3 separate regions of the Zea mays genome follow, and all the other regions are linked to region 1. The links are chromatin contacts, called in public Hi-C maps. All regions are on one chromosome and are shown on one strand. Each heading gives the region's core, a stretch centred on a gene start, on an enhancer-like site or on the middle of the called end of the contact. The rest is flanking DNA. Distances are from core to core; before and after follow the strand shown.

What was found. A called contact is a pair of places that touch in the nucleus more often than the background predicts.
Region 2: a contact with region 1 is called in a Hi-C map of leaf, with 6 times the contacts expected there. The contact joins the promoter of LOC109941412 here to the promoter of LOC100383493 in region 1. A contact is called at or near these places in 15 of 25 Hi-C or Micro-C datasets (bundle sheath, ear, endosperm and 5 more) and 1 of 3 datasets of contacts at active chromatin or transcription factors (leaf).
Region 3: a Hi-C map of leaf shows a contact between it and region 1, with 5 times the contacts expected there. The contact joins the enhancer-like site here to the promoter of LOC100383493 in region 1. A contact is called at or near these places in 7 of 25 Hi-C or Micro-C datasets (ear, leaf, seedling and 1 more) and 1 of 3 datasets of contacts at active chromatin or transcription factors (leaf).

The regions. Positions count from the first base shown.
Region 1 is chr8:76,576,710-76,580,344 of Zm-B73-REFERENCE-NAM-5.0, reverse strand. It overlaps LOC100383493, which reads left to right and starts at 1,673. Exons shown (of 16, transcript NM_001176141.1): 1 at 1,673-1,995; 2 at 2,428-2,567; 3 at 2,715-2,803; 4 at 2,905-2,940; 5 at 3,109-3,202; 6 at 3,552-3,597. The coding sequence starts at 1,784.
Region 2 is chr8:76,371,376-76,375,010 of Zm-B73-REFERENCE-NAM-5.0, reverse strand. LOC109941412 (receptor like protein kinase S.2) reads left to right here and starts at 1,911. Exons shown (of 1, transcript NM_001412149.1): 1 at 1,911-3,635. The coding sequence starts at 2,123. It overlaps LOC100282455, which reads right to left and starts at 1,192. Exons shown (of 2, transcript NR_178050.1): 1 at 1,057-1,192.
Region 3 is chr8:76,731,754-76,735,388 of Zm-B73-REFERENCE-NAM-5.0, reverse strand. It overlaps the pseudogene LOC103637028. Among protein-coding and RNA genes, the nearest start is that of LOC100383493, 150 kb to the right of the region's middle. Within about 2 kb of position 2,063, at least 17 of the 20 cell types and tissues checked have an H3K27ac peak or open chromatin away from gene starts, as enhancers often do. A contact at or near this core is called in ear, leaf, seedling and 1 more, where this site is marked.

The DNA of each region.
Region 1 (3,635 bases), core at 424-2,923:
GGTATTCCGGTGGGTCGACTTAGGGTATGTCACGACCTACATGGATCACCTACTGGCTATGCTCTCGCATAGGTTCAATTTGGCTAAGTACAGGCTCCTGGATAATAGAAAAGGAGTGTATTTAAGCTGTGGCCTAGTCATAGGACGCGAACATCACTTGTTCTACCTGATTCTAACTTGAAGAATAATATGCACCATTATCCAGCCGTATATGTGCCCATTGTTCAACTAATGGCTTTGAAAGTGGAAACTACTCAAATGCGGGACCACAAAGTACAAACCCTTCGATTGAAACGACAACACTTGAATTTGCCAATCAAAACCTATAGGGCCTATGGTAGTAGATCCAACTATACACCACACTTGTTGATAGTGGACCCATTGGGTCTAAATACTCGTAAAACATACAAGAAAATGCACAATTAAGTAGAGAATCGACTCAAACCAAGTCGAACATGTATTACTAGATGCACAATTACAAGGACTCGTCAAGGAGGATAGTAGGGGCATACCCATATCTGATTGTGAACTAGTACAACAAAGAAGACAAATGTGCTTGTGCATGAGAAACTTTAGGTGAATTTGAGTAGACAAGCAATCACTCAACTGACACTTTGCATATACTAGATTGCGGACTAGTAAACTACCACTAACATCCCACAACAACAGGGATGTAGCATAGTTTGAATCTCCACACTTGTAGTCATCAGCTACTCCACCCAAAAAATTCGAAGTGGGAGTAACTCATAATGCTTTCGCATGCATCCTTCTATAGTCGAGGGTTGCAGGAAAACCACGAGGATACTTGCTTGCTCATCGGTTGCTCTAGGAGAAGAGAGGATCACCCTACGTCGCAATTCTTCGAATTGATAACGACACTGATAGCCACGGTAGTTAGGAACACTTGAAGTTGTGGTATACGCCCATGTCGAGATATTCCTCTACTCGTTGATGGCCACTATAAGCGCTTGCTTCTGATATCATTACAACATCAAAGCCGAAGCTAGAGAGCTAGCTCACTGCCAAAGTGACCATAGGAGCGAGCCATTTATCTCTAGAAAACCCACGATAAACCGGAAATCGTGTTGTTTTATCGTCGCATATGCCCATTACAATACCACTAATGACTAATAGGGTGTTTGGTTAGTGGGACTAATTTTTAGTCCCTCCATTTTATTCCACTTTAGACCCTAAATTGTCAAATACGGAAACTAAAATAGAGTTATAGTTTCCGTATTTTGCAATTTATAGATCAAAGTGGAATAAAATGGAGGCACTAAAAATTAGTCCCTAGTAACCAAACACTCCCTAAACTGATAAAAAAAGCCTACTCAAGGGAGCCTCCAAAAGTTGACGTACCAAAGCAATGTTGACAAGGTGTGCTCCATCTAGGATGGATGTGGGCAACTCTCCTAGAATCAAATAAAAAATGATGAAATGGTAGAAATAAATGAATATGGAAATAAATAAAAAGCGGTACGCAACAAGTAGCCAGCGTTGCGCTGAAACAGCACCAACTCAGCAACCTGCAAAAAAGTTGCTTTCCACGAGACCCGCAAAATAAAAAACTTTATTCTCTCTCTCTCTCTCACTCCGCCCGCCAGCCCGCCGCCCGCCGCCTCCCTATATAAACCCACCCACCCCCGTCCGCCATGGCTCATTTCCCCACCCGCACAAACGCGCACACCCCACTTGGCGCTCCACCTCTTCGCTCTCCGACGACAGCCAGCGAGCGTGCGACGGGCGATCAATCGGGGCAGGCATTCGAATTCCGACGACGGCCATGGAGCAGAGGAGCCTGCTGGTGTCGGCCCTGGGCGTCGGCGTCGGCGTGGGTCTGGGGCTTGCGTCGGCCAAGTGGGCAGTACAGCCGGCGCCGAACGGAGGCGACGGTCTCGGAGCCGGCGCCGCGGAGTTGGAGGCCGAGCTGCGGCGGCTGGTCCTGGACGGCCCCGAGAGCGACGTCACCTTCGACGAGTTCCCCTACTACCTCAGGTAGGTCATACTAACCCCGTCGAGTTCGATTCGGTTGGTGGCCGGCCTGGGTAGGGTTCGAGGAAGATCCGGTTGGCTGGCTTCCGTAGTGCGATCCGATTTGGCGCAGCCGCATCACCCGAGACGCACCGATCTGCGGCGCTGCTGCAGGCCTTGTCTTCTCGATGAATCTGTTCAGATGGCTTCCCCACTCCACTCGAGTACAAGTGCCACTAGTTTCCTCTGCTGTTGCGGACTAGCGGCTCGTACTAGCAGTACGGCTGCGGCAGGTAGGCACGATCGGAGCCGTGTTCTAGAAAAAAGCAAAAGCAAGAGGGGTTTACTTGATCCACAAAAGGCCGCAGCACATGGCTTCTTCAGTTTTTTTCTTTGTTTGTTTGTTTGTTATCATTATTACTACGATGGCACTAGCACCGACAGCGATTGAGGTAGTGGTGTGATTGCCTGCAGCGATCAGACGAGGGAGGTGCTCATCAGCGCGGCTTTCGTCCACCTCAAGAACGCGGAGCTGCTGAAGCACGTCCGGAACCTCTCCGCCGCCAGCCACGCCATCCTGCTCTCCGGCCCCACAGGTTCGTTTCCGTCGTCCGCCGGTCCCTGGCCGCAAGAACAACAACCACCCCCGCTCGCTGCTTGCGTGTGGGCAGAGGGTACTGTGGCCACTTGTATCCCCCTGTTTCGCTGATGCATGATGACCTTGTTGGCTGCTGTCTCTGCAGAGGCCTACCTGCAGTCGCTCGCGAAAGCTCTGTCCCACTACTTCAAGGCGCGCTTACTAATTCTGGACGCCACCGACTTCTCTCTTCGGGTGAGTGAGCAGCTGGGAACTGTTGCCATCGTGATTCTTGGCCTTGCGGTTGCTTTGCCGTGCCGTGTTCTGAATCCTGTGCCGCTGAATGACTCTTGCAGATCCAGAGCAAATACGGGGGCTCCACAAAAGCCACGGTGGGTCACACAGTTCCAGAGCATTTTTGCTGGAAAGAATAAACGCTGATTCATCTCCTCGGATCCTCCTTTTGTTTTTCTAACACGAGATCCGGCGACACTGGTATAGTTAATCAGTTATTTTACAGGACCCATAACAATGAGTTTGTTATTGACTTGCTTCTGCAGGCCCGCAATCAATCTGTGGCTGAGACCACGTTCGGGAGGATGTCTGATCTCATTGGATCCTTTATGGCATATCCTAAGAAGGATGGGCCTATAGGTAGTTAAGGCTTACAGATTCCCTTTGTTTTATTTGTTGTTTCTCGCATTTTATAACTGCAAGCATGCGCACTTTTATCTTATCACCTTTTAAGGTGTGTTTGATTCAGCCTCATAAACGAGATTTACTGTCAAAAATCTGAAATCTCTATCAAACGGGTACACTAGCAGAATAAATTTCTAAAAATTTATAGATTTTATTAGTTCAATTTCTATCCTAGATTTTTAGATTCCTATCATCCATGTTACAAACCGTCATATTTTTATAGAATCTATAGTTGACAGTCGATGTGTCCTGTATTTCAATTATTGCCCAAATTCTTGATTTGTAGTGTTATCCTTTTTGGCAGAAAAATCGCTGCGTCGCCAGACAAGCAGCACGGATTTAAGGACAAGGTAATGTGCCTGCTGTGCTGTTTATCAAGGCCGCGACG
Region 2 (3,635 bases), core at 662-3,161, 210 kb after region 1:
AATAATAATAGGATTGACAGAAAGGATACTAAACAAGCAAAGCGCAGTGAAATTTGTGCCCCAATAAAGTTACTGTTGGCAACATATAAGTAAAGGCAATTTTTTATCAATGACTGGGGAGTTTTCTCTGAGCACTTAAGTTCATGTTTCAGTGCATCAGAATATCAATGCTGACTCTGTAGCTAAAATTTCCTAGGATAATATATTTGTTCGTTGGGAATGTATCGTGTGTTCACATAGTCTCTACGATCATATGAACACTTAAAATCTGGTGTGTCTATAAGCAATCCAACGGCGATCGATAACTTTTATTTACCCCCTCGTATCTTAGCTTTGATGACAATTGTCCATTTATCACCTCTCAATCTCTCACCTTAACGTTGGATTGCTCATAAACGCACCAGATTTAAAATGCAAATATGAGCACGAAGGTTTCATGAGCATAAAATATGTCCCCTTGTTCGTTTTACATGATTACATCAGTTCACCATACAGCGGTTCTAAAGGGGAACCCAACAGAGATTTGTCACTGGATGAAGAGCAAGACAAAGAAAAATGTCAAAGCTGTGTATGCAATGTGTGACAGTAGAGTAGACTGGATGCAAGTATTAATCGAGGACCACATGCTGTGTGGTAACAGAGTAGAATGAATGGCAGTATTATGTCATCAATTGTCTATAATAATATTTTTCGATACGAATAAAATCCTGCCAACTAATCAACCGGTACACAATAAATCTACCCAGCACAGAATCGTGCTGGGGTGTTTCGGTGCCCGGTAATTTCCCATGAGCACTCTTATCTTATAGGACGAATCGCATAGAGCGGCAGATCGTTGGAGCACCACACCACCAGGGGCGGATACCGCTGTGGATTCCCAGTTTCCCACCCACCACGCGAAAGACAAACCTAACGAACGAAGCTTCGACGAGCCGGATGGACTGTTTCGGGTCCCGGAGAAAAAGGTTGGTACTAGGGTTCAGGGTCAGGGGGAAGGAAGATTCTACGGCGGAATTGAAGGGGGAAGAGAGAGGTGCAGGTGCAGCCGAAGCGTACCTGTATCTGGACGGAGACGTGTTCATCTGAGTGGGTCGGCGACCGGCGCGGTGGCGGAGGCGGGGGGCGAGTTCCCCGTTGCGGTCAGGAGAGAGTTGGCGTCGGCCTCAGGCGGCTAGGGTTACTAGGGCACTCGGACGGGAGAGGACGATGAGGACCCTTTTGGGAAGGAAACGGGAAGGCCGCGACTCGGACTCGCGGGCTTGATGGGCCTTCAGCCAATCCCGAGGTGGGCTGTGCAGGCCTCGACGGCTTCTTGAAGGCCGAGGATCAGGAGAAGTTACTGTGCAAACGACAGCAGTGAACAGGCCCAACAAAACCTATTCCTCTTGTTGTATCAGTATTACTCGCGGTTAGACACGCTTTGTATTCCTATTCACTTGGTTCTAAACTATAACTATAAGTTTTTTTAGCTTATGTATACATAAATATACTGTTTTTACTATATATCCAAACACATGTGTATCTTAGTGCATAATAAAAATTATATAAAATACGAAAACGTCCTGTGTTTTTGATTTAAAATAGAGGAAGTACGTATTGGGATTAAAAAAGTGTGGATATGAAAGATGAGTCAGAGGGTGACGCTCCTTTTTTTTTTTTGGCGGTCGATTACGTATTCCATTCCATCGCGGCAAGGCGGTGAAAGACGAGGAAGACGGGACGGTGACGCCCCTTCCTTTTGGCGGGAACTCCGGCTCCACCTGCATGCCAAGTCAACCGCGATAGAGAGCCACCTACCAGCACGCCCACCTCACAGCTCACGTTACTATCGCCGCCGTGCACACGCCACAGAGCTTGGCTTTTGGCCATCTTCCCCACCTGCCCAGGGGCGGTCCCTTCACACCCGTAAACCCACCTCCGTTCCCTATCCCAATTCATCCGTTCCAGGTTTCCAACGCTCAGTGGAATGGAAGCCTCCACCCCGTGCTTGCGCTTTTAATTTCCTTCCCCCACGCGCACTAAGCGCACCACCACCGCTTACCATGAGTGGGAGTTGCACTAGCTAATCGCTAGCCACTCCATAGTTAGCATTTAGCACTGCCTGCCTGTCCGGTGCCCGGCCATGTCGTCGTCGTTGTCGCTGCGCCGTCTCTGCTTCGTGCTGCCGATGGACGCCGACGAGGCCGTCCCACCGGCGTCCCACCCGGAGGGGCCGGCGCGGCGCAGCCCGGCTAGGGTGGCGTCCCTGGAACTCGAGACGGCCGGGTCGTACGCCCGCACCACGGCCGTCCGCCTGTTGTCGTGCCTCCGCCGCTGGCGGCCCCGGCCCTGCTGCCGCGGCGCCGGCCGGTGGCACGACGACTCTTCGGAAAAGGCGGCGGCGTTCGAGGACATCGCCGGCGTGGTCGACGACGTCGCCGGCAGGAAGCAGCTCGCGGGCGGCGGGCCCAGGATATTCAGCTACTCGGAGCTCTACATCGGGACGCGCGGGTTCAGCGACGCGGAGGTACTCGGCAGCGGGGGATTCGGCCGGGTGTACCGCGCCGTTCTGCCCAGCGACGGCACCACGGTGGCCGTCAAGTGCGTCGCAGCCAGCAGCGCGGGCGCCCGCAGCGACAAGTCGTTCCTGGCCGAGCTCGCGGCCGTGGCCAGGCTGCGGCATCGCAACCTGGTGCGCCTCCGCGGCTGGTGCGTGCGCGCCGGGGAGGAGCTCATGCTAGTCTACGACTACATGCCCAACCGCAGCCTCGACCGCCTGCTCTTCGCGCCGCCCAAGGCCGCGGCCCCGGCCTCGGCTCCGCGGCTCAGCTGGGACCGCCGCCGCCGCATCGTCGCCGGGCTCGCCGCCGCGCTCTTCTACCTTCACGAGCAGCTGGACACGCAGATCATCCACCGCGACGTCAAGACCAGCAACGTCATGCTCGACTCCGAGTACAACGCACGGCTCGGCGACTTCGGCCTCGCCCGCTGGCTCGAGCACGCGGTGGGCGCCGACGACGCCCTGAACCCGCTGCACCCGGAGGCGTCGCCACCGTCCCTGCGCCTGTCGTCGTCATCTGCCTCGGCCGCGGTCTCGGCCAACTACCAATTCCGGCTCATGGACACCAGCCGCATCGGCGGGACCATCGGGTACCTGCCGCCTGAGAGCTTCCATCGCCGGGCCGCCGGCGGCACCGCCAAGTCCGACGTCTTCAGCTTCGGCATCGTGCTCCTGGAGGTGGCCACGGGGCGGCGCGCCGTCGACCTGGCGTACCCCGACGACCAGATCTTCATGCTCGACTGGGTGCGGCGGCTGTCGGACGAGGGCAAGCTGCTCAACGCCGCGGACGCGAAGCTGCCGGACGGCGCCTCTGCGCTGTTCGACGTCGCGCGGCTCATGCACCTCGGTCTCCTCTGCTCGCTGCACGACCCCAGGGCGCGTCCGACCATGAGGTGGGTGGTAGAGAACCTCTCCGACGGCTGCTCTGCTGGCGACCTCCCGCGTCTGCCGTCGTTCGTGGCGCTCCCCAAGTACATCTCTCTCACCTCGTCGTCGGCCTCCGACTCCGGCGCCACGACCGTCACCACCGACAGGAGCACGGCGGCGACGTCTCTAACCAATTCCAACCCCGTCTACGACACCGCGGCCGCGGACA
Region 3 (3,635 bases), core at 814-3,313, 150 kb before region 1:
TTTGGATGAGTCTCTATGGATCTCATGGTAAATGAGGTCACGTGATAGGACACATAGAGCATCTAAAACAACATTAAACTACCTACTAACTGTCTCTCTGTCTCTCTAGACCGCAATAATTCAAAACAAACAGATCTATATCTATGCATCAATGGCCAACAAATTTCATAAACATGGCTACCCGTTCTTCAATTGAGACATTGATAGAGTCCACTAAAAGTCCATGGGTCCTTAAATGACCACATAAACTGTGAAAAACAAATTTACGCATACGCAACTCACTAATGCAGTTGGCTTCGGTCCCATGGTACAAACGGTTAACCGCCTTTCCCTTTCCAAATCTCTTTGTAACAGAGAACATATTTGGTGCGTTTCTTATTCAATATATTCAGTTGCAACTTATACCACAATAAAACAATCGTATGGTAATGAAAACAAACACCCTTCTCTCTATGAACTAATGATTATAGTTATTGCAATACTCAATGACGCCCATCTTCCTCCTGGACCTCAAGATCTACAGGCAGTGGATGTCCGGGACCGGCGGCTGTCCAAGGTGGCCACCCCGACCAACCACCTCGTTGTGGTGGGCAACTTCTTGGGCACGCTGCTGGGCGCCAAGATGGGGCTCCGCGAGGTGCCCATCTTCTTCTTCGCCGTCGGGGTGATGCACTACCTGGTGCTGTTCGTGACGCTGTACCAGAGGCTCCCCACCAACGCGTAGCTTCCCAGGGGAGCTCCACCCGGTCTTCATCCTCTTCATCGCCGCGCCTAGCATCGCGTCCGTCGGCTGGGCAAGGCTGTGCGGCGACTTCAACTACGTGGCCAAGATCTTCTACTTCACATCCCTCTTCCTCTACATGTCGCTGGTGGTGCGCCTCAACCTGTTCCGAGGCGTCCGCTTCTCGCTGGCATATGGTGGGCGTACACGTTCCCGATGACGAGCGTGGCCATCGCGACGGCCGTGTACGCGTCTGCGGTGACCAACGTACTCACCCGGGCGCTGGCCGTGGGGCTGTCCGGGGTGGCCACCGTCACCGTCGCTGGCGTGCTGGTGACCACCATGTACCGCGCGTTCGTGCGCAAGGACCTGTTCCCCAACGACGTGTATGTCCATCGCCTGTTGGGAATAGTCCCACATTGTGTGGTGAGAGTGTGATAGCATGGTTTATAAGGTTAAGGGCGCAACCCTCTGACAGGCTAGCTTTTTGGGGGAGTGTTGGCCCAAGAGACCTAAAGCCCGCTGCTATACGTGCGGGCGCGTGTGTCGCGGCCCGACAGCCTGGGTGGGCGCGCCGTGTGTGCGGGCGGCCCCGACGGACACGCCGTGTGTCGGCAGTCCGGTTCCAACAATTGGTATCAGAGCCAGGTTGGCCCAGTGCATTCTCAGACAAATCTCGGCTCACAATGTGTGAGGGGGAGATTGTTGGGAATAGTCCCACATTGTGTGGTGAGAGTGTGATAGCATGGTTTATAAGGTTAAGGGCGCAACCCTCTGACAGGCTAGCTTTTTGGGGGAGTGTTGGCCCAAGAGACCTAAAGCCCGCTGCTATACGTGCGGGCGCGTGTGTCGCGGCCCGACAACCTGGGTGGCCGCGCCGTGTGTGCGGGCGGCCCGGACGGACACGCCGTGTGTCGGCGGTCCGGTTCCAACATCGCCGTCACGCAGCGGCCCAGGGCGAAGTTCGGCAAGATCCTCGCGCACCTCCGCGCCTCCGGCGATGGCGTCAAGGACCTCGTCTTTGCCGTCTCCAGACTCCAGGCACGGCGGAGCCTCCTCCGTATCAGACGACGCTAGCGATCCGCCGTCGCAGCAGAGAGCCGTAGCTAGGGCAGCACACCACACCACACCACACCCGCCGATCTCCAGACAGTCGTTATCATCATGGCTGCCTGACGAATACAAGTAGCCCTTGGATTTTGCATCCGTGCTGGTGCAAACCAATGGTAGTGTCAGTGGCCCAATAAGCAATCGAACCAAAACCAATGGTAGTGCTAGTGCCATGAAGAGGCCCGGCCGGCCCGATTTCATCCGTGGTGGGTGGGCCTCCATCCCAATAATCATGCCCGTGCATGCATGGCATGGAAGGAGGACGAGAGAGGTAGGTAGCACGTGCACCAGCCAGCACACGACCTAAAACCTAAACGTCACATTTTTTATGTTGTGAATTGTGATTGGGTGGAGGATGCATGTCGAGGCTGGTAAATTGTGCACCACTCACTCCATCGTGGCATGCCGCAGTGAGTCAGAAGCTTAGCTTGTGCAGTGGCCCTAGAGTGAGAGCGCGACACGCACGTACAGTGCAGTGCACTGCCCCTCCATCTCTTTTCAAACGTCGCACAGATTTTGGTGCTCCCAGAGATATTGTCAGCAAAGTTACATGTGGTGAAGTGTGGTTGATGCACTGTCAGTTGGTAAGCAATAGTCCTATCACTTCCAGATTATTTTAAACTAGCACAATGCTCCAAATGACCGGTCACCTCTCTATTCACTACCGGAATTCGGCTCTTTAGCGAGTGCCAAATATTTTACCGAGTGTTCTTTTCGGACACTCTGTTAGAAAGTTAGGCATTTTTAGTTTTAATTTAATCCAGAAAAACAGTGCGATATATGTGATGACATGTATGTGCATGTGTGTATAACTACTCGCATAAGCAGTAAACAGCAATGAAACATGCACAAATACGAAGAACAGAGTGTACCCAGCGGAGGGACCGATGCTCAAGGCATCAGTGGCTCCATTCACACGAGACATCTCGTGTGTTTGTTCGATGTAGCCGTACGAAGTCGGTGCAGGAAGATGTACGCTGTGCAGTCCCTCGAACGGTCGCCGGGAAGAAGAACAGCAGCACGCGTCAACTCGGGAAGGCGACGAACAGCAAGCTGTGAACGAAGCAGCTGGACAAACAGGTCACGCGAGCAGTCGCGAAGACGCTCCCCAAAAATCTGATCGCCCGCACACCCGTGCAAGTGTATCTCTGCGGTCGGTGATTTCGGAGGCCTGCTCTCCCACTCTCTCTGTGCTCGCAGAAGATGGGACGGGAATGTGTTGTTTGCAATTCGCGTGAGATAATTCGCATAACTGGAAGAGCCCTCCCTCTCTATTCTTATAGGCGGTCAGAAGGAGGGAGAAGAACAACGGACAGAAACGGTCGCGCATTAGAACTAGAAACTGACGACAGTAACTGACGTCCGTTACTAGCCATAAGACAGGAAACAGACGGTTATCATGACGGTCATCGCTCCAGGCAAAATGCGAAACCGTTTGAAAGGAATATTCGGACCAAGGTCCGATCTACAGCCACGAGCCGGCGGCGGCGGCGGCGCGCGCGCGCGTGTGGCAGTCCTTCATCCTTTTCTCAACTTCTCAATAGATGCACCAATGGTCCACCTATTTAAGTTGATTGATTTGTCCTTTGAACTTCCAATATGGTACTAAATAATTAGTACACCATAGCATTAAAGTGGGCCATTAGCATTGACTATTATTGAATATTAATTTGGGCCAAGCCCACATTAATCCAACAATCCCCACCAAATGCTAAGTCACACAAAAAAGCTCTCATCATCTCAAACGTTTGATATACTGGTGTTTCGATGGAGACTATTAAGTTGAACATCCACCTAGAACTTA